7 separate regions of the Mus musculus genome follow, and all the other regions are linked to region 2. The links are chromatin contacts, called in public HiChIP or PLAC-seq and promoter capture Hi-C maps. All regions are on one chromosome and are shown on one strand. The core of a region is the stretch at or near the end of the contact, and the rest is flanking DNA. Distances in the headings are between cores, read along the strand shown. Region 1 holds the start of Arih2 (ariadne RBR E3 ubiquitin protein ligase 2). Region 2 holds the start of Smarcc1 (SWI/SNF related, matrix associated, actin dependent regulator of chromatin, subfamily c, member 1). Region 3 holds the start of Prkar2a (protein kinase, cAMP dependent regulatory, type II alpha). Region 4 holds the start of Slc26a6 (solute carrier family 26, member 6). Region 5 holds the start of Nckipsd (NCK interacting protein with SH3 domain). Region 6 holds the start of Pfkfb4 (6-phosphofructo-2-kinase/fructose-2,6-biphosphatase 4). Region 7 holds the start of Ip6k2 (inositol hexaphosphate kinase 2).

What was found. Promoter capture Hi-C pulls out the DNA fragments that hold promoters and counts their contacts. HiChIP or PLAC-seq counts read pairs in DNA pulled down with a chosen protein or histone mark.
Region 1: a contact with region 2 is called in an H3K27ac HiChIP or PLAC-seq map of embryonic stem cells, with 5 times the contacts expected there. The contact joins the promoter of Arih2 here to the promoter of Smarcc1 in region 2. A contact is called at or near these places in 2 of 39 promoter capture datasets (the C10 cell line and pre-B cells), 2 of 484 Hi-C or Micro-C datasets (B cells and embryonic stem cells) and 4 of 115 datasets of contacts at active chromatin or transcription factors (astrocytes, embryonic stem cells, extraembryonic endoderm stem cells and 1 more).
Region 3: a contact with region 2 is called in a promoter capture Hi-C map of liver, with 3 times the contacts expected there. The contact joins the promoter of Prkar2a here to the promoter of Smarcc1 in region 2. A contact is called at or near these places in 4 of 39 promoter capture datasets (cranial neural crest, frontonasal cranial neural crest, liver and 1 more), 1 of 484 Hi-C or Micro-C datasets (bone marrow-derived macrophages), 1 of 115 datasets of contacts at active chromatin or transcription factors (astrocytes) and 1 of 9 other capture datasets (macrophages).
Region 4: a contact with region 2 is called in a promoter capture Hi-C map of pre-B cells. The contact joins the promoter of Slc26a6 here to the promoter of Smarcc1 in region 2. A contact is called at or near these places in 3 of 39 promoter capture datasets (3T3-L1-derived adipocytes, cranial neural crest and pre-B cells).
Region 5: a contact with region 2 is called in a promoter capture Hi-C map of pre-B cells, with 7 times the contacts expected there. The contact joins the promoter of Nckipsd here to the promoter of Smarcc1 in region 2. A contact is called at or near these places in 7 of 39 promoter capture datasets (the 3T3-L1 cell line, embryonic stem cells, erythroid cells and 3 more), 1 of 484 Hi-C or Micro-C datasets (embryonic stem cells) and 3 of 115 datasets of contacts at active chromatin or transcription factors (astrocytes and embryonic stem cells).
Region 6: a promoter capture Hi-C map of pre-B cells shows a contact between it and region 2, with 4 times the contacts expected there. The contact joins the promoter of Pfkfb4 here to the promoter of Smarcc1 in region 2. A contact is called at or near these places in 6 of 39 promoter capture datasets (cranial neural crest, hippocampal neurons, liver and 3 more), 1 of 484 Hi-C or Micro-C datasets (B cells) and 1 of 115 datasets of contacts at active chromatin or transcription factors (microglia).
Region 7: a contact with region 2 is called in a promoter capture Hi-C map of pre-B cells, with 7 times the contacts expected there. The contact joins the promoter of Ip6k2 here to the promoter of Smarcc1 in region 2. A contact is called at or near these places in 3 of 39 promoter capture datasets (hippocampal neurons, liver and pre-B cells) and 1 of 115 datasets of contacts at active chromatin or transcription factors (astrocytes).

The regions. Positions count from the first base shown.
Region 1 is chr9:108,648,002-108,650,701 of GRCm38.p6, forward strand. Arih2 (ariadne RBR E3 ubiquitin protein ligase 2) reads right to left here and starts at 1,407. Exons shown (of 16, transcript NM_011790.5): 1 at 1,228-1,407.
Region 2 is chr9:110,130,580-110,133,279 of GRCm38.p6, forward strand. It overlaps Smarcc1 (SWI/SNF related, matrix associated, actin dependent regulator of chromatin, subfamily c, member 1), which reads left to right and starts at 1,445. Exons shown (of 28, transcript NM_009211.2): 1 at 1,445-1,729. The coding sequence starts at 1,538.
Region 3 is chr9:108,690,800-108,693,499 of GRCm38.p6, forward strand. It overlaps Prkar2a (protein kinase, cAMP dependent regulatory, type II alpha), which reads left to right and starts at 1,344. Exons shown (of 11, transcript NM_008924.3): 1 at 1,344-1,913. The coding sequence starts at 1,658.
Region 4 is chr9:108,852,649-108,855,348 of GRCm38.p6, forward strand. Slc26a6 (solute carrier family 26, member 6) reads left to right here and starts at 1,395. Exons shown (of 20, transcript NM_134420.4): 1 at 1,395-2,186. Celsr3 (cadherin, EGF LAG seven-pass G-type receptor 3) reads left to right here. Exons shown (of 36, transcript NM_001359572.1): 36 at 1-321.
Region 5 is chr9:108,806,983-108,809,682 of GRCm38.p6, forward strand. It overlaps Nckipsd (NCK interacting protein with SH3 domain), which reads left to right and starts at 1,398. Exons shown (of 13, transcript NM_030729.4): 1 at 1,398-1,672. The coding sequence starts at 1,502.
Region 6 is chr9:108,990,488-108,993,187 of GRCm38.p6, forward strand. It overlaps Pfkfb4 (6-phosphofructo-2-kinase/fructose-2,6-biphosphatase 4), which reads left to right and starts at 1,415. Exons shown (of 14, transcript NM_173019.5): 1 at 1,415-1,625. The coding sequence starts at 1,529.
Region 7 is chr9:108,782,436-108,785,135 of GRCm38.p6, forward strand. It overlaps Ip6k2 (inositol hexaphosphate kinase 2), which reads left to right and starts at 1,377. Exons shown (of 6, transcript NM_001379600.1): 1 at 1,377-1,435.

The DNA.
Region 1 (2,700 bases), core at 157-2,656, 1.5 Mb before region 2:
TGTCAAAGTATTCAAGATGTTAAATATGACTATCTCAGAGAGAAATGGTACAAAATTAGTACTTTTTCCAAGAGTTAAAGTCATCTTCAAAAAAACCTGCCACTCATTTTGAGCTGGTTTCCAAGACATGGCCACATACAAAAGGATAAAGACCTTTTAGTTTGAAGTTGACAGGAACACAAAAAAATTGGCTAGTCGCACAGATGTTTAACTCCAGTTGTAACACTTGGCCCTCAGTAGTCATTTATTAACTACATTTCGAAGAAAACTTCTTGGCTGAAAAATATGAATCAGCAACTTGTTTAAAAACTCAGCAGCATCCCGGGCGTGGTAGTGCAAGCCTTCAATGCCAGCACTTGAGAGGCAGAAGCAGGTGAGTTCGAGTTCGGCCCAGTCTACACAGTGAGTTCCTTGACAGCCATGACTATGTAGACACTGTCTAAAAACAACCAACTCGACACCGCATCTGTCCTAATAATGGCAGGTAGCCGCCGATTACATGGAGTTATTGAAAGTTAGTTTACTTTTAAAAAGTCAAATGTAGTTTCTCAGATATACTAACTACATACATGTCAACACGAAAGCCGTGTGTGGCTTAATGGCTACCATACTGAACAGCAAAGGTCTAGAACGTGTTCGTCGCCGACAGAAAGTTCTACGAGACAGAGTAACAAACAGAAGAACTAAGGCGAGCTCGTCCGAGAACACCACCGCCTCTCTTGAGGCTAGACCAGTGGCGTCGGGCGTGACCGGTCGCACGTCTCTGCGAGGCGCCCCGGTCTTCGCGCGGACACGGAACCCACGCGCGGGGAGGCCCTTTCCCAGGACGGGCGTTAACAAACAGTGCGGCTGGCGCTGCCAAAGCTCCCAACCACCAGAGAAACGGGGAGCCTCCGAGGCGGTGCGTTCGCCTGGAGCGCCCAGAAGGGCAGGCCCGAGCGCACCCGAGCCTCGCGGGCCAGAGGCCCTGGCCTCCGACCTCTCGGGGAGCTAAAGAGCCAACGAGGAAGAGGAACCCAGGAGAGACGCCAGGCACCCGCCGGCGCGGGCTGTCGCCTCCGGGAGTGCCTATCAGTCGGCGGGGAACGTCGGGACCTGGGACGGCCCGGCCTCGCAAGCGGCGGCGAAGGCGGAGCCCGGACCGCGCCGGCGAAACGCGCGGGGATCCCCCCCCTCCCGGCGGCCAGTCAAGAGTAAACAAGGCCTCGACTCCCGCCGCGCACTTACCGGGAGCCGCGACCTCGCGGCCGCAGAGCCCAGGCCGGCCGGACCAGGTCAAGCCAGACCAAACCAGGCTGACGGAGGCGTAGCGGCAGCGGAGGCAGCCGGCGGACGCGGCTCAGGCCCGCGCAGCTTCCTCCGGCAGAGCCGTCCCCCGCAGCTCCGGAAGTGTTCTGCGCCGCGCGTCACTTCCGGTAGGGGTCGACCTGCGGTCGCCCTGGAGGCTCCCAGGCTTCTGACGACTGCGTAGTCGGTTGGAATCGCTTCCTCACCATCCTCTAGCGAGAGCCCCTGGGAGGAACTACTGAGCGTTCGCTTTTGAAGGAATGATGTAGGAATTTGTTTCCTGCGTTATAGCCTACCAGTGTCTTTATTCGATAGTTAGTTTTAGGTTTTCTTGCGTGTATTTTGTGTGTGTCGCACGGCTCGCGTGCAGAAGAGGTCAGAGGACAATTTTCCGGGAGCAGTTTTTCTCCTTCCACCATGTGGGTTTCGAGGATCAAACACTTGTCAGGCGTGGCAGTAAGCGCTTTTTACCCACTGAGCCATCAGACCCTTAGATGAGGTATTTTTAGCTTTTTTTTTTTTTTTTTCCCCTGACCAGACGTCTACCCACTTCACTGTTTATACTCTGACGAACAGCGTGAGAAGACATTCTGGCAACACTGGAGTAGGTTAAAAAGATCATAGTTTCCGGGCAACTATGGTTTGACATGAGCCATACTCGGAATTTCTACGTACGTTAGGAGGAAGTTCTGGCCCATGAGCAATCAGACTTTAGTTTCTCATGACACTATCCCCCTAGCCACCCACTTCTCCGACTTCCACTCACCTTCACGACGGGTATTTTTTGTTTGGTGTGGTTATATTTAGAAGCAACTCACTATATAGCCAAGGCTGGTTTGCCTTGCTAGATTACCAGACCCAGAGATTCATACATCGTAAGTGTTTCGCTGCACAACTTCTACCCACGATATAGACTGCATTAGGACTCCAGTCACCAAGTTCTGGTCACCAAGCCTTGTTGTGGACTGATAGGAGGCTCGCTCAAGTAGCAACTCCATCGAGATGTTAATTACTGGAGTGAAGCCAGAGGCACTGTGAGGTAAATCAATGTTCGTGCAAATCTGTAGATAACCTAGTTCTACCTTTTCTGGAGTGTATGTATTGGTATTCAAGACACCCGGAAAAGTGAGGCAGAAAGAAAAAAGACCGTGTAATAGCCTCTTTTATGTAATTCTTGGAAAAAATATAACTGAAGAGACTTGGGAGTTGGCTGGGCCATTAAGAGCTCTTGCTGTTCTCTCCAGAAACCTGAGGTCCTTGCCCACTATTGATAATGTCCAGGGGATCCGAAGCCCTCTTTGAACCTCTTCCGGCACACACATACTTGTAAACAGAAAATTAAAAAAAAAATTTTTTTTTCTTTTTTGAGAAAAGTTCTCACTATATATCCCTGGATAACCTGAAGCTCTGTAC
Region 2 (2,700 bases), core at 195-2,694:
AATTACATTTATGCATTTACTTTATGTTGCTTATGTCTGTGGGTGTGAATGTGCCATGACAAGCATGTCATTCCAGGCTGCCTGTAGAAGTCAGAGGACAAGTTAGTTGGTTGGTTCTCTCCTTCCATTGTTCCAGTTCCAGAATTGAATTTAGGTCGTCACTATTGGCATTACCCGCTGAGCCATTTCACTGCCCTGCTCCATTTTGTTGTTGAGACAGGGTCTCTGTATGTAGTCTTGGAACTCACTATGGTAACAAGCTGGCCTAAAAGTCAGCGACCTCCTGAGTGCTAGGATTACTACCACCCAGAATTAGGTATGGGTGATGTATGTGTGCCACAGTACACAGTCAGGGTGTAACTTCGTGAAGAATTTCACCTTCTACTTTTATGAGAATTCTGGGGTTCCAACTCAGGTTGCCAAGCTTTTTAAGAACTGAGCCAAATACATAACCTGAGACAACTAGTCTCTTTTGTTTGTTCAGGCAGGGAGGGTTTCCTGTAGCCCTGGTTGTCCTGGCTTTCAAGCTCTATGTACATCAGGCAGGCCTGGAACTCAGAAAACCTCCTGCTTCTACCTTATGGGATTAAAGGCGTGCACACTACATCTTCTAGGCTATCTCCATTTTTTTTTAAGGTCTATAAACTCATCACACCTCCTCACTTGGAGCTTCGTGAACATATCATGTTCACGTTTCCAATACAGCCAATACATTGTTTACAATGTAAACTTTCAGCCTTCATATAGCCTTCAAATGTAGATAAAGCGTCCAGTTCCCAACGCGGATGATAAAAACACCAGGTTGAAGAGAGAGCTACAAAAAAAACCGTTGGGTAATTGTGATCACTTGTTCACTCAGGGACTGGTTTTCTGGAATACTTTTAAAGTGATGAATTTGAGAGAGTGCGAATCACAAAGGAAGATAATGTCCAGGTCGCAGAAGTAGCTGGAGCTAGGCCGACTAAGCAGAAACCATCTGATGTGGTTCGAGAAACATTAATGAAGCCCCAAGAAAGACTAGGTCTTTAATGCAGGTCCCCAAACCGACGCGGCCTCCGGGACTAGCAGGAATTGCTTACTAGCGCTCGGGGGCGGGTACGCGGGGGGGTGGGGTGGGGTGGGGCTCGGCTCGCACTGCACACCCTAGACCGCTTTTTCTAGTAGAGATACAGAACCTCCTTGAGATTGTTGACCGCCTAACGAATAGACAAACGGGGCCCGGAAGAGTCATTCGTAGTGTCTACCAACAGCAGAGGCTGAGGCTCAGTTCCGAGAGACCAGAGGAAAAGGCGGGCAGCCTCAGTCCGTAGGGGACTACCGGCGTGCTGCGCATGCGTACGCCCGCTCTCAGTGCCTGTTCGTTGCAGCTTTAGGGTCCAGAAGGGGCGTGGCCGCGCCTCGGCGCCGGAAGAGGGTTGGCTGGGCGGGGCTAGGAGGAGGAGGAGGAGGTGGCATCTGCGCGCGCGCGCGCGGGTGCGAACGGGAAACGCCGCGAGGGCCAGGCTAGGCCGGGCGGTAGACACGACGGACGGTGACTATGGCCGCGACAGCGGGTGGCGGTCCGGGAGCAGCAGCAGGCGCCGTGGGTGCAGGGGGTGCGGCGGCGGCCTCCGGGCTGGCCGTGTACCGGAGGAAGGACGGGGGCCCGGCCAGCAAGTTTTGGGAGAGCCCGGACACGGTGTCCCAGCTAGATTCGGTGCGAGTCTGGCTGGGCAAGCACTACAAGAAGGTGGGTTCGCGCGCGCCCGTGGGGACCGAGGAGCCACGCGACGGGGGCTGATGGTGGCTGCCCGCTTCGCATGTCTGGGGCCGCCCCTCCCCCCCCCCCTCCGCGCGCCACGAGGGACAACAAAGGCCGGCTCGGCGCTTGCCACGCCCCCGCGGGCGACTAGGCACGCGGCGACCTGGCCCCAGCTGCTGGCTCTCTGGGGCCCACGTACTCGCGTGGGAAGCCCCATCTCACTCTCTCTTATGTGCAGGAGAGGTGGAACTGGACAGAGTCGCAGAGCGTGTGTTTCTGTTCTTTTGTTAGCTGCCTTAGGTGTGTGAACAAAGAGCCCATCCTAATAAAAGTATCTTGAAGTTTTGTTTAGAGACCAGTTGTTGAGCGTCTAGGTAACTAAGGGCTTGCTACCCTATGTGGATTAGTAGGGGACCTTGGATGACTGGCCTTGTGGATTCATGTAGGTTTAAACCTTGTATTGTACAATTGATATAGAACTATTAAAAGTGTTGGTTTTCCACTTCATTGTACTTTAGGTGGTGTGTAAGGATGTGAGTACAAGCGAGAGTTAGGTTTTTTTGTTTGTTTGTTTTGTTTTTCGTAGCCCTGGCTGTCCTGGAACTCACTTTGTAGACCAGGCTGGCCTCGAACTCAGAAATCCTCCTGCCTCTGCCTCCCAAGTGCTGGGATTAAAGGCATGCGCCACCACACCTGGCGAGAGCTTAGTTTTTATCATATATATATTTTTTGCAATGTTAATTTTTTTGGGAAAAGTGTGTTTCCCGTACTTTAGAATGCAAATTCTGCTGAGTCAGTTGTTTTACAAAAGTCGTGAATTAACCCTTTGTTGACACTTTAAAAAGAATTACAACTATTTACTTTGGAGGGGTACACACAACTCCTGTTTTCATGTCCACTTAAGCAAATCAATTCTCCTCGAACACCATACTGGTCCAGGAATTGAACTTAGATACTTT
Region 3 (2,700 bases), core at 94-2,593, 1.4 Mb before region 2:
GGAGAGCAGTTTCTGCTTCTTTTGTTGCTGAAATGTATCATTTGTTCCTTCTTCATTCATTCATTCATTCATTCAGTCTTCACAAGTATGCTGTCAGTGCCTCCAGCCAGCATGCTGGATACTGCTTCGCCGCCACTCAACATACATTCAGGGACACATAGCTGTTTGTAGTCTCAGGTCTACCTAGCTTACAGCCTGGACTGGCCCCTACATTGAGTACCTCAGTAAGGTGTTCCCCTGTCACCATACACAGCTCAGTTCCCAGCAGCCTGAGGTTTTGGGTTTGTGCCAGGCCTTTATGGGCGGTGCTAGTGGAGATCTTAATTAATACTGGTTAATTACCAGGTGGTGCTTAACAATCCCAATACCCTTCAGGTTCCCAAGCTCACGAGTTGCTGGCTGGTTCCGGCAGGGAGAGGGAGAACAGTATTCTCGCTGGCTCTTTGGCCAGCACCTAGGCTGGATATTCCAGAAAGGTCTGTAACTTCTTTTGTTCAAGTTTGGTGACAGGAGGAAACAAGTTGAGGAACAGCAGGTGCCTCTCTAGTTCACCTCTGCCCTCTTCCCAAAGGCAAAAGACAACACGGTCTGTGGTCTGCTCAACTTCACCAAGTAGTGTGGCCCAGGGTTGAGTGGGGAGGAAGGAGGACTCTAAGTCTAGGCCTGAAGACCAAGATGGAAGTGTCCAAAAGGAGGAACAAGCCCCGAGGTCTGTCCAGCTCCTGGCATTATTCTGCTTTCTTACTGCCCACAATCGGCTGAGCGAGCTCTTTCAGGGTTATTTCTCTGCTTGAGGCTCACAAGTGACTATCTCACTGAAACTTTTACTTCCTACAAAGCCTTCCCCCTTTGACATCTCACGACGTCATATTAGACTCCTTAGGACCTCAGGCAGTCAGGCACGCATCGTTCTACCTGTCAGTCAAGGTGGTTCTTCTGACTTGACTAGGTCTTTGTTCCTGTTGTACAGGACTTTCCTCCAGATCGTTCTCTGGGCAAACCTGCTCAGTACTTTAGGCTTAGCATTAATGTCGTTCCCTAGAGTAAGCCCTCTGGCCCTCCACTAGAGCAGGGGTCAAGGTGAGGTGGTCCTGTGTCACTTCAGTGACCCTGGCACTCCTTTAAGAGGCTCGCAGCATGCTCCGAAAGCATGAGTGAAAGGTTTTTGTGACCAGGCGAGACGCACTAACCAGCCCGCCTCGCAGCCGGGCCACTCTTTCCTCATCTCCGGGGCCTCCCGCACCTTGACCATGGGCTGCTCCGAGAGCGGGAGGCTCAGCGGCGCACGCGCACTCTGGGCCAGCTCCTGGCCGGGGACGCGCACGCCCGCGGCCGCGTGCGTCACAACCCGGGCGCCTGCCGCGCCCGTCCAGCTTGCCTGCCCGGCGGTCCCCGCGGCGGCGGCGGCGCGGCGGCGGCAGCGGCGGCGGCTGCGGCCGGGTGACAACAGCAGCGGCGCCAGGCTGGCTTGCTAGCGGAAGGGTCGCGCGGCCCGCACAACAAACTCAGACCCGGCCAGAATAAGGCGCGACGCGAGGAAGGCCGAGACGGGCCGCGCGGGAGACCGCGGGCGCGGAGTGACAGGCCGGCGTGAGGGAGCGCGCAGGTTGCAGCCGCCGGCCGCCCGGACCCGCCGGGCCCCTCGGACGTCGCAGGCATGAGCCACATCCAGATCCCCGCGGGGCTCACGGAGCTGCTGCAGGGCTACACCGTGGAGGTGCTTCGGCAGCAGCCGCCCGACCTCGTCGACTTCGCGGTGGAGTACTTCACACGCCTGCGCGAGGCCCGCCGCCAGGAATCAGACACGTTCATCGTCTCCCCGACGACCTTTCACACGCAGGAGTCCAGCGCAGTCCCCGTCATCGAGGAGGACGGGGAGAGTGACTCGGACTCGGAAGATGCCGATCTGGAAGGTAGGCGGGCGGGGCAAGGCCGAGGTGCGATGTGGGCACCGAGTGAAGGGTTCAGGGAGGGACCCGAGGGCCGACCAGGGGTGCCCTGGGCTCGGCTCCCGGCCTTACCCTGGGCCGAGACCCGAGAGCTCTCCAGCCCAGCTGCTTGGGTTCCCCGGCGTGTGAGCATTCCAAATTGAGCTCCGCGGTTCTCTGAGCCCGAGCGTTCACGGAGAGTGATTTGTCAGATTCTGCCTTGAATGAAGCGTGCGCGTTCTTTGGTCCGCGTGGTGGCGCGGAGCTTGAGTCGGTCCCGCCAGAAGCTGCTCTGCCTCTTTGCCTTAGACCCCATAGCCTGCTTGCTTTCCGAAGACAAGAGCACCAGCACCCGGCAGCTCGCCCCGAATAAACCGGATGATCATTTCATTTGCAAAGAATTCCGTTTTGGAAGAGTTATTGCTGAAAACTGTTGGAGACGAGGCCGATCGCCTTGATTAAGCAGGAACTCAGTAGGTAGTTCAAGCTGACCTCGAACTTGGGGTCAACTATCTACCTCTGCCTCAATGAAAACCTTATAAGCATACACATAAGAGGAACGATGAGCTGAGCCCCTCCCTAAATGCTGTCACTCACATTCAGTAGCTGAACCTCCTCCCCCAATACTGCCTGCCGCTCACATTCAACAGTTATCAATATTTTCACTATTGTTTTACCTATATATATATTTCCTCTCTCCCTTTGCTCAAGTATGTAAAGGAAATTTCAGTTATGCCATTTTATTCGTGTCCAGTTAATTATGCGTTCCTCC
Region 4 (2,700 bases), core at 145-2,644, 1.3 Mb before region 2:
CAGGACCGGGGTTCTGTGCAGCCGCCACCCACCCCTACCCTGTGTTTACTCTTGGGAGGCAGTTTCTGAGATTCAAAAAAATCCCACTTCACTGCCTGTGCCAAATCCCACCAGCCAGGTCCCCAGCTCTCTTTACCCAGACTGACCCCTGCCCTTGAAGGGCTGAGAGGCCTGTCGGTTGGGAGAGTGTCCTTGCTATGTCCTAGGTTCTGTAGATGCCCGTCTCTGGGGTCCCCTTCCAACAGTGGCCCTCTTTCCTGTCTGTGTAAATTGTTCCGTGAAGCCGCGCTCTGTTTTGGGAATAAACTTCTATAGAAAACACTTGTTCCTCTTTCTGTCTCAGCTGTTGAGAATACTCACCCAGGATGACCTTTGTAGGACTCTGAGCTCTCCTCCCTCCAAAATAGCCAGTTATTTTTAGCCCATTTCATGGGAGATTTGGACCAGGTTCCCATTTCTTTCTGAAATATGGCCTCTCACCTTGTGACTGGAGCCTGAAGTTGGAGCGCAGGAGCTGCGCCAAGAGAAGCCACTTTCCTGGTCTAGGCAGTCATATGAGGGTTTCCTTAATATCCAGAGGCTGACATTTGTGGCCCTGCCCATTAGTCACCCCAAACCTAGGCGTTCCCACTTCAGTTCCTGCTTACCCACCCACACTCTGGCCCTTACTGGTCTTTTCTCACTTGGATCAGGCCAGAGCTTCCAGACCTGGAAAGGATCCTGAGTGCTCCATTTCCAGTCTAGGCAGCCAGGTGTGAAAGTGAAAGGGGGGGGGGGGGCTTAAGAAGCCACCCATGGTGACAAATACCTTTGATCTCTTCTTTAATCCCAGCACTCACTAGGCAGAGGCAGGTGGATCTCTGTAGACAAGTCTGGTCTACAGAGAGTTCCAGGACAGCCAAGGCTAAACAGAGAAAACTTGTCTGGAAAAAAAGAAATGGAGGTGGGGTGGGGCTGGTCTTGAGGACCACTGTGCCAGGTCTCAGAAGGAAAAATCTGAGGGTGATACTCACAGCTTGGTGGTCCCTGAGAGACCCTACAGGCCTAGATCTCCCACAGTTGAGGCTGGGGCCCCTGGTTGCACACCTAGGCATCCAGATCGGTCAAGAATGTCTCCTCTGCATAAAGTGGGGACCTTCTACAAAGCATACAATTAGGTCCAGCCACTTAAGGGCACAGAGGCATAACATTGGCCAAGCGTAGCGCTGGGCCTTCGTTCCAGTCCTCCAGTCTCAGCAGAATGCTCCAGCTCCCAGCAGGTTAACAAGAATCGCAGGCAGGGACAGAAGCTAGGCCGACGGGAAGGAAAGGGTTAAAATTTTATTCTCCGGGCTCGCCCCGCCCAGAGAGTATGACTTGGATTCCACCCCCAGAATTCTGATTGGTCTGATCTTGCACATCCTAGCGGTGGAGCTTGCGGCCGGCCAAGTTCTGGGCCTGGCGCCACCTTCTAGCCGGTAGTGGCCTCCTGGGGGAGCTGTTTGAAAAGCGGTACACGAGTTACCCTCTGAGGGCCATGGGACTTCCCGATGGGTCCGGTGAGTTGCAGGGCGCTGCCCAAATTCCGCGTGCCCGCGAAGCGCTAGTAGTTCTGTGACTCCCGGCCTGGGTCAATTCAGGAAGGGAACCTCCAAGTCCCCGACAGGCATTTCCCGTCTGCGGAGCCTTAGTTTACCGCCTTGCCGATTTTCCGAAGGAGGTTATCCATCAACAGCGAGGGATGGGGGCGGGCTCTGGCGCGACCCCAGCTCTTGAGGGTTGTACTGAACGTCCCTGGAGTGCTAATAAGGGCGCTGCAGGGAAGTTGCTGCTTACCGAGGAGTCCTGGCACGGGAGGTGTGCCAGCTGGGCGCGTTGGGACTGGGAGAGAAACCGCTGCAAGACAGGCTCTAGCCAGGCGGTGGACCAGCCGCGGCCTGAGTCGGCAGGGTACTGTTCACATTTGTCGCTGCCGGCCCTTGTGCCCTCCCAAAGGGAGGTGCCAAGCATCAAGGCTCCGCCCTCCAAGGCGCGTGCCGCCTGGTAAGGGGAGGGAGCCCTTTAAGAAGACTTGAGAGATCTTGAAGGAGGGGAGAGGGGCCGCTGAGATCTCCTGGAGCCCGCGGTGCAGAGAATCTCTGAAGATCTTCCTTGCGTCTGCACTGCTCCCTCCTCCATTGGATACCCAGGTTAGAGAGTCTTCCCAGGTGAGTTCCTACCCCTCTGGTGGGATTCTCTCCCCTGGTTATAGCCTCTCCTAGATCAGAACTCACAGGTGATATCTTTCCCACAGGCTAGCCCCTCCCCCCTGCCCACTCCAAATTTGTTTCCCCTGAAATATATTTATAGAGAGCTGCATTCCATATGGAGGCACCCCCCCCCCAGATCAGAGTTTCTTCTGAGAGACCCCCTCAGATCCTATTCTCTGGTAAAGTCTCCCACTTCCGAGAGAAGTGCCTCTCCAGAGAAGTGCCTCCCGATGAGAGATTCCCACACCCCCGGTCAGAACTTGCCTGGCTGGTGAAAGCTTTCAGGGCAGAGTTCCCTCCAGGTTGGATTGGCTTCCAAAAGCTCCTGTTCCCAGGTGAAGTCTCTCTACTTCGAGTGGGAGCCTGTCAAAACTCCCTGGAGGTGAGAGCTTCGACCCTGGAGTCTTGCTGGACCCTGTCCTGAAACTGGAGGGCAGTATTGCTTACAGACCTCTGGTTTGCTAGTTCTTAT
Region 5 (2,700 bases), core at 148-2,647, 1.3 Mb before region 2:
AGCCTTCTGGCAGCTCCCCACATCCCACTGGGCCTACCTCCACCATGCCTAAAAATAGATTAGCGAAGTCTAGGTGTAGTCTGGCTCATCTAAGTACTCAGGCAGAGGGAGTTGGATTGCTGTTAGTTTCAGGCCAGTTGGTGCTGCTAGTGTGACCTTGTCTTTAGGGGGAAAAAGCCAGGTGTGGTGGCACCTGCCCTAAGTCCCAGCATTTGGGAGGCAAAGGCAGATGGATCATTGGATTTAAGGCCAGCCTGGTCTACATGGTTCCAGAACAGCCAAAACTACACAGTGAGACCTTGCCTTGGAACATTGTCTGATGGTGTGTATATCCTGTGCTCCTTAGATTAGTGGAGAGTATGCAAGGATCCTTTAGGCCTTCTTCACTACGACCGAGGGATGCCAAGGATTTCAAAGATGTGGATGGCTAGGCTGAATATTAAACTGAAGGTCAGGGATGCTTTTTCTTTCTTTGAGACGGATTCTTACTATGAAGCCCAGGCTGGTCTTGATCTTGGCTTTCTACAGCTCTGCCTCCTGGATGCTGGGATCATGCCACCATTCAGAACTCAAAACATGCTTTTTAAACCTCATGTGTTCAGTCCCTACCCTATCAGCCTTCTGCCCTAACCATTTTTTTTCCCCAGTGCCATTTGTGATGTTGGGGCAGGACAGGGTTGGTAACAGACAGCCTTTTAAAACAGGAGATGCATGTATACACGCAGTTTGATTCGTTATGAGTAAATATGACCTTAGGTCATAGACTTAAATCCTTTTGTAACAACAAAAATGGCAAAAGGATAGTCATTGACAAGTTGGGGCGTGGTCCAGAAGGGAGTGTTCAAATAGAACAGATGCAAGACTCAAGATAGGAAAGAAGCCAGTATATATGAAGGGAGTGTATATGTGGTGGGTAGCAAAGATGCATTCTGGACAGTACAACCTGGTTTTGTCCCTTGCCCTCCACACTTGTCCACCACCTCAGCGACAGAGTAGGGACTTTGTACTAAGGCACTGTGAGGCCTAGATGCGCTGGGGAGACCCCTCCCCAGAAAGAACTTCCAAATGTCTGATCAGGATTCCTCAAAGCAAAACACCATATCCCCGTCCCCAGGGACGCACTGGCTATAAGCATCCTTCATCAGGAGGTGGGAAGGAACGCAGCGCTTGCACCTGAGCTGGGAAAGGAGGAGGAAAGCCAGGGAGAGGGAGTTAGGACCCTAAGTCAGCTGACTGGAGTCTGAGGCCTGAAGGAACTGGAGACTCCCACCCCGCCCCGCCAAACCTCTCTCGGCCGCGAGGGGGCGCGGCGCTCCAATACTGGAGCCGACTCGCTCCTGGGGCGGGGTTCCGGCGGTCGCGCATGCGCACGCGCGGCGTGTCACGGGGCGGGGCGGGGCAAGCGCCGGGCGGCGCGGCACTCAGGGCCTGGCTTCCCGGCACCGCAACCTTCGTCGCGTACCCAGCCCCGGCGCTTCGCGGCCCGGCCCGGCCCGGCCTCATGTACCGCGCGCTGTATGCGTTCCGCTCCGCGGAGCCGAACGCCATGGCGTTCGCTGCAGGCGAGACCTTCCTGGTGCTGGAGCGCAGCAGCACGCACTGGTGGTTAGCAGCACGGGCGCGCAGTGGCGAGACCGGGTACGTGCCGCCTGCCTACCTGCATCGCCTGCAGGTGAGTGTGTCCCTCCGTCCCAGGCCTCTCGACCGAACCCCTTCACCAGCACGCAGAACCGATCCAGGAAGCTCAGTCAGATTCTTCGGGACTTCTACCAGACAAGGAGGTTGAGACTCTGACCTTAAGTCCCAAGAGCCGTAAGGACTGAGACCCCTCCGGAAGGGCCGTCAACACCCACCCGAGACTAGGCCTTTGACATTTAACCGCAGGCCCGTGAAAAGCTTAATTCTGGAACAGGGACTCTCTGTCATCGATAATCAGAGCCTCCATCTGCATTGAATTCTCGAGCTGGATCCAGAGACTTCCAGTCCATTCATTATCCAAGTCCCTTAGACCTCCAAACCCTATTCGTTCCCCTTTCCTGAATCCCTAGGATGCCCATCTCCCATCAATCTGTAGCCTCCACCTTTAACTGTAAAGATCACCGTGCCCACCACTGACTGTGCCACCTCATACACCACCTGTTTCCTCAACCACCCTCCAGGTTCTTAGTCCCCACCCCACCCACACACTTGGACCCCAGAGCCACAGGCATTCCTGTCCCTTATGCGAGTCCCAATTCCTGTAGTATCTCTGTATCCCGAACCCGCCCACCTATCAAGCTCTCCCCAAGGACAATTCCCCAACCCTTCAGGAACCAAGGCCCCTGGCCCCTGCTGATAGACAAGGTTCCCTGGCACAGCCCCCACTTCTCCCAAGCCTCCACTCCTGACTTCTCTGGTTTCCTTCCTCTGAAATCTGGGCGCTCCATCCTGGAATGGGAGCTGTCCACACTGTGAGGAAGTGAGCCTCCTTCATGGTTTCCCGTTCTGAAGATGGCCTGGTCCCCTTCCAGTGGAGCCTGCTCCAGTTCCTGTTTGCTCAAGAGTAGTCCTGCTGCAGTGTCTCCAGCTAGCCTATTCTGACTGCAGGAGGAAGGGGACCCAGGGCAGTCTGGGCTATTCCAGACTCATAGTCCCTAGCTATGGAAACATCCTGTCCCAGCCCAGTTAAGGACAGAAATACTGTGATAAATTTGGAAATGT
Region 6 (2,700 bases), core at 165-2,664, 1.1 Mb before region 2:
TGAGATCGAGATTCAAACCCTGTTGCTGGGGCCTGCACAGAAAATATACAGTTTGGAGAGGCGGGGCTGAGCAGAAAGAAGAGGCCTGAGCTTTCTGGAGACTGGTGGGGGTCAAACGCAGAAGAGTGACTTCCGAACACCACCCCTCACTGGCCTCTAAGGGGTCATGTTCACTGGGGGTCGCCCAGCTGGAGAATTCGTTCATATGGTACCACTTTAGCCCTTAAGCCTGAGCTGCCAGCCCTGGCCCTGGGCCCTTGTCCCAGTACATTTTCAAAGGCAGAGAGGGAGGTAATATAATGAATGAGAACGCCCACATGTTTTTAAACAGATTTCTGAGGCTGACACATTTAATCTGTACCACAGTCTTGTAAAATTGATGACGTCTGCATCTCATTTTCCTGATGAAGAGACAGAAGCTCGTTAAAAAAAAAATTCATTATTAAAACACTAATTGGGGCTGGGGTTAGCTTACTTAGCATACACAAAGCCTTAGGTTCTCTAGGTTCGATTCCCTGCATAAACTCTGTGGAAACACTGGAGCTTGGAAGGTGAAAGCAAGATGAGCAGAAGTTCAAGGTTATCCTCAGCTACACATTAAGTTCCAGGACAGCCTGGCAACATGAAACCAGCCCTTCTTCTCCCCCCCAAAAGAAAGAAAAACCAAACAGCAATAAAATTATAATTGGTAAAATATAAATCCTGGGAAGAAAATCAGAATACTGCTTAGTGAGACCCCAAACAGCTTGTTCATATATTTCAGAGATTTAGCCTAAATTCCCCAGCAGCCAGGCCAAAACATGGTCGATTTTGAGATGTATTCTGTGTTTATGTCCCTAAGAGAAGGGAACTTTTTCTGTGTGGTTGAACAAGTTGTTCTTGTGGACCCGGGAAGTTTCAAGGCTAAAAGCAACCGAGGAGGAACGAAGAAGGTCCAGGAGGGCGCAGCGGTGGTTGACTTCCAGGGCAGCAAGTCAGTCATTAGAGCCATTCAGGGACAAGTGCCACGCTGGTCCAGACTATCCGGCTCTGAGGATCACGCAGGCCTGCTCAGCTTCTCCGTACCCTTCTCAGTAGGCGACTGTGAGGTCACATTTCTCAAGGGAGTAAGAGGCCACACAAGCTTTGGGGCAGGGCTGCAGCACCCTGGGCGGGACCATGAGTGGGGCCTATGCATATAAGAACAATCTGGTTGAGTACAGTAAACTTCACATCCGGGGCGGGGTCTGCATAATCCGGGTGTCAAAGGTAGCTAGTATTGAGCATGCGCGTTATCAACTCTGGTTTGACGGATGGGGCGTGCTTAGTCCAAAAGAAGCTATAGTAAAATTGGGCATGCGTAGTCGTAGGCCAGTGCCTCTTTAGTTTGGGTGGAGCCTATTAGTTCTGGGGCGGGCCTGCGAGAAGATTGACAAGAGTTGGAGCCGCTAGAGGGTGGGCGGGGCCGGAGGGGCGGGACCTCGGGTGGCCCGAGGTGGCCCGGTTGCTGGGTGAGTAGCAGCGCAGTCCGATTCATCCCAGCCCAGGGATGGCGTCTCCACGGGAACTGACCCAGAATCCCCTGAAGAAGATCTGGATGCCGTACAGCAATGGCAGGCCCGCTCTGCACGCCAGCCAGCGTGGTGGTAAGACCGGGGTCCTAAAGGAGAGAGAGAAGGTGAACCCTGATGGGTGGGTAGACGGCCTAGACGAGGGTCTCGAGTGAAAAGGCAGGAGACTGGTAGAGAAGCAGGCACCGGTGAGGCTATTGTAACTGGTGGGCGGAGTCGGGGACAGGTGAGAGGCTGAGAACAGGTGAGCGGGAGTGACCGTGGTACCGTGACAGTGGCCCGCAGAAGTGTGGTGAAGCAGGAGTGGGGACAGATGTGAGGGGACATCTCAGTCTGTTGGAGACTGGGTCTGACCCAGTGGATAGGCACCGACCCGAGCTGTTTCCAGTGCCTGTGTATAGAAGAGGACTTCGTTTGTGGCCGTGGCTCTTTACTCTCTCCTGGCCACAGAGTGGGCTAGCGGGAAGTCTGGCTGGAAACTGAGTTGTGTAGCTCCAGACAAGGCAGTTGGCTTCTTTGAGCTGAGAACTTTTGAAAGCCTAGCCATGGGCTAGTTAGTAGTCCTCAGGTACCCCTTGGTTTTAATGCCAAAGTTTTAGAGGAACTTTGGGGGAGTACAGTTGTCAAGATTTGGACAGTGGGAACGGCACACCATATGGACCTATATCTGTGCCCCTGGATGTGGAAGCACCCACTTGAGTTCACTGTTAAATAACTGCACAGGAGAGTCAAACATCAAAGAACTATGCTGGAATTTGTGAATTGCGAAGTGACTTACCTCTTCTGGGATCCTGAGTGTTCTCATCTACTTCCTTGGCTTTTCTGTTTGTTCTTGAACGAGTCTGTAATTTTTTATTGACAGGGAAAAGAAAAAAATTGTTTTATAAGTAACTCAAATATTGTAATGAATTTGCAGCTTGGCAAAGACCTCAGAGAACATCTCGTACAACTGGTGGCGCAGATATGGAAATGGAGATCAGGCTGTTGTGTGATGTGCCAGGGTCTCCGTGCATTCCTAAAGGCTGCTGTGTGTGATAAGGGAGGGGAGGGTCCTCTACGCTTCTGTGGCCAAGGCCAGCCTGAGGCCACGACTTTGACCATTACCATAATGAGAGGGGTTGGGAGTGGGGAAGGCGTGTGTTATATGATC
Region 7 (2,700 bases), core at 127-2,626, 1.3 Mb before region 2:
AGCTGAACACTGAACCAGGAAGAGCCTGAACTGGGCAAACACTTTTGGGGTCGATTAACATGAAGTTGGCATTTAAACCTGAAACCTGGGCCTCTCGGTTCATGCCTGTAATCCCAGTAAGAGGAAGGTTGATGCTGAAGAATTGCCTTAATTTTGAGGCCAGCCTGGGCTACAGAGAGGGATCTGGACTCAATTAGTTAATATTTTAAAAACAAAACCACGACCCGGGGTAAGTGGGTATAGACAGAGAGGAAAAAATGTGAAAAAGAAAAACTAGACAGAACTGAACACAGAGCCATGAAGGCCTCAAGGGAAGGCGATTCCAAGAGGAACCTGTTGGTAATAGGAGTTTCTCTTGTCCACCTTTAGAAAGCAGGGATTAAAAAAATCTGTTTACTGCACTCACTGCAGAGTGTAGGTGCTTAATAAATACTTCAGTTTTAAAAACCTATGAGCTACATCTTTGCTAATGCCCAGGATGCAGGGTTACAACTCTGGCATCCTTTACAGAAAGGCCAATAGCCAAGAAGGAGGTCATCCCATGCCCATGGTTCCCATCGTGCTCCTTGCCTTTCCTGGCTGCGCTGACACTCGTTCACTCATGCAGGAGACCTTCTGAATGACACAGGCTCCAGACAAAGGAGTCTTGGATGAGCTCTATGCTCCAGACCTATCAATTTACCGAGGACCCTATACATCCCTCTGATCAGACTTCTATTGGCTTTTATCTTGTCTGTCTGTCCACTCATCTGTTCACCTGTCTAAACATTTTTTAAAAATTATTATAGTGTGTGTGGTGTGAGTGTGTGTTTGTGAGTGAGAGAGAGACAGAGACAAAGAGCCAGAGAGAAACAGAGCAACGGCTTGACCTGTTGAGCCGTCTTACTGGCCTCCTATAGAGCCATGTATTTGTCTATCGTCTGTAGTCATTCTCTCTGTTCCCTGCTGCTATCCCTTTATCCATCTTAGCGACATGTAGTTCTGTCCATCCATCTGCTAGGTTGACCAGCTTTGCAGTTTATCACAGAATGAATACTGGCCTTGACATTCCTGTATCCTAGGAAACTCCCCAGTGCGGGGCAAACCAGGACTGTCTGTCCATCCACCCTTACCCTAGGCATCCTGCAATCGATCCATTTGGCACACAGCCCATCAGTTACTTCAACTCCAGAACAGACTGGCCACCCTCCTCACTCAGGACAACGCCCCGCCTCTTCCCGCCCCTTGCCCATTCAGGAAGCCGCCCCAAGCGAATCCCGGCGCCCTAGCAACAGTCTTCCAGGCCGCCCAGTCCGCTTGCGCGGCTTCGGGTGCGAGCCAATAGCGAGGGGCCCTGGGAGCGAGGTTGGGGGGCGGGGCTGAGCGCGGCCGCAGCCATTTTGGTGGAAGAGAAACAATAGGACGGAAGCGTCGCGGGACTGGGCTGTGGCCGCAGGTAACGCCCGCCCCGCCCGGCCCGTGGCCCTGTCACCCCGGGGCTCAGGGGAAGAGGTTTTCGGTGCTGGTAGCGGCCGGGCTCCGGGATCCCTGGGAGGCTTGGGTTTGTGAAGGGGGTCCTATGGCTGTCATTGAGAAGCGGTCTCCCCCTTTTTTTGTGTAGTCATCCCTTCCCTATTTACGGGGGGCCATTGTACCTTGCAGTTACTGGGGAGAGTAGCGTTGCCCACCGAGACGGGGCAGAATCTTCCCCCCGGCATTGGAGGGTCTCCCGGAACCGGGGGAGGGGAGGGGGCGGGGGACGACGACAGTGTCTTTCTCCGGTTTTGAAGCGGTCTCCCTGGGTCTTCCGGTGGAGGACAGGATCTCTGGTCTCACAGAGGTCCCCCGGCCACGATCTCCCTGGTCTTTGAGGATGGGGTCTTTATCTTTGGATGGAAGGGTCAGCCCGGATCCTCAGGTACTGTTGTTACCTGGGCCTGCAGATGTGCAGCCATTTTGGGTGTTGAACGTCAGTTGTGCCAGTCAGCTCCTCTTTGATCCCGGAAAGGCGGGGGAGAGGGTGATCTGCGCATCCAACCTTATTGGTTTTTTTTTTTTCCCCTTCTTCTCCTTTAAGATCTTAAAATGGATCAGAAGGTGTCTTCTTTTTTCTTCTTCTTATGCTGATGCTCCTACCACGAGTGGGATTTTATTCATATTTGATAACAAGACTGCATCTATCTTCTGCATCCTTCCTAATGACTTGATTCGTTTTTAGGATTTTAATTTCTATCAAATATCAAGAAAGCTGTACTAGCGGGAAAATGGGGAAAAATGTAGGAACTGGTGAAATCTAGGGCTCTTCTTACACGCGAAAGGAAATAGAGCTAGTCATCGCATGTAAATAAACATTTTGTTAGCAGAAATGTACATAGAGCAAGAACAAAATAATTTCGAATATTTGTAAGAAAAAGTACTGAAGGGATCCAGAGGCAGTGGGAGGGGGATAAGAAGGGACCAGGGGGATGGATATGGTCAAAATACATTGTATACATGTTTGGAATTGTCAACTAATAAATATTTATGAAAATAAAAAGATCCAAAAGAAAGAAGCCCTGGCAGTTTTGAAACAGCAAATATGATGCAGACAAACATTTTGAAAAATTTAAAGGACCTTCCTTGTTGACAGCATTGTTGTTGATTTTCAGTATTTAAAATGTTTGCTGTATTTGCACTTTCCCTGGGATAACATTTTAAGAGATGGGAGATGCTTATTTACCA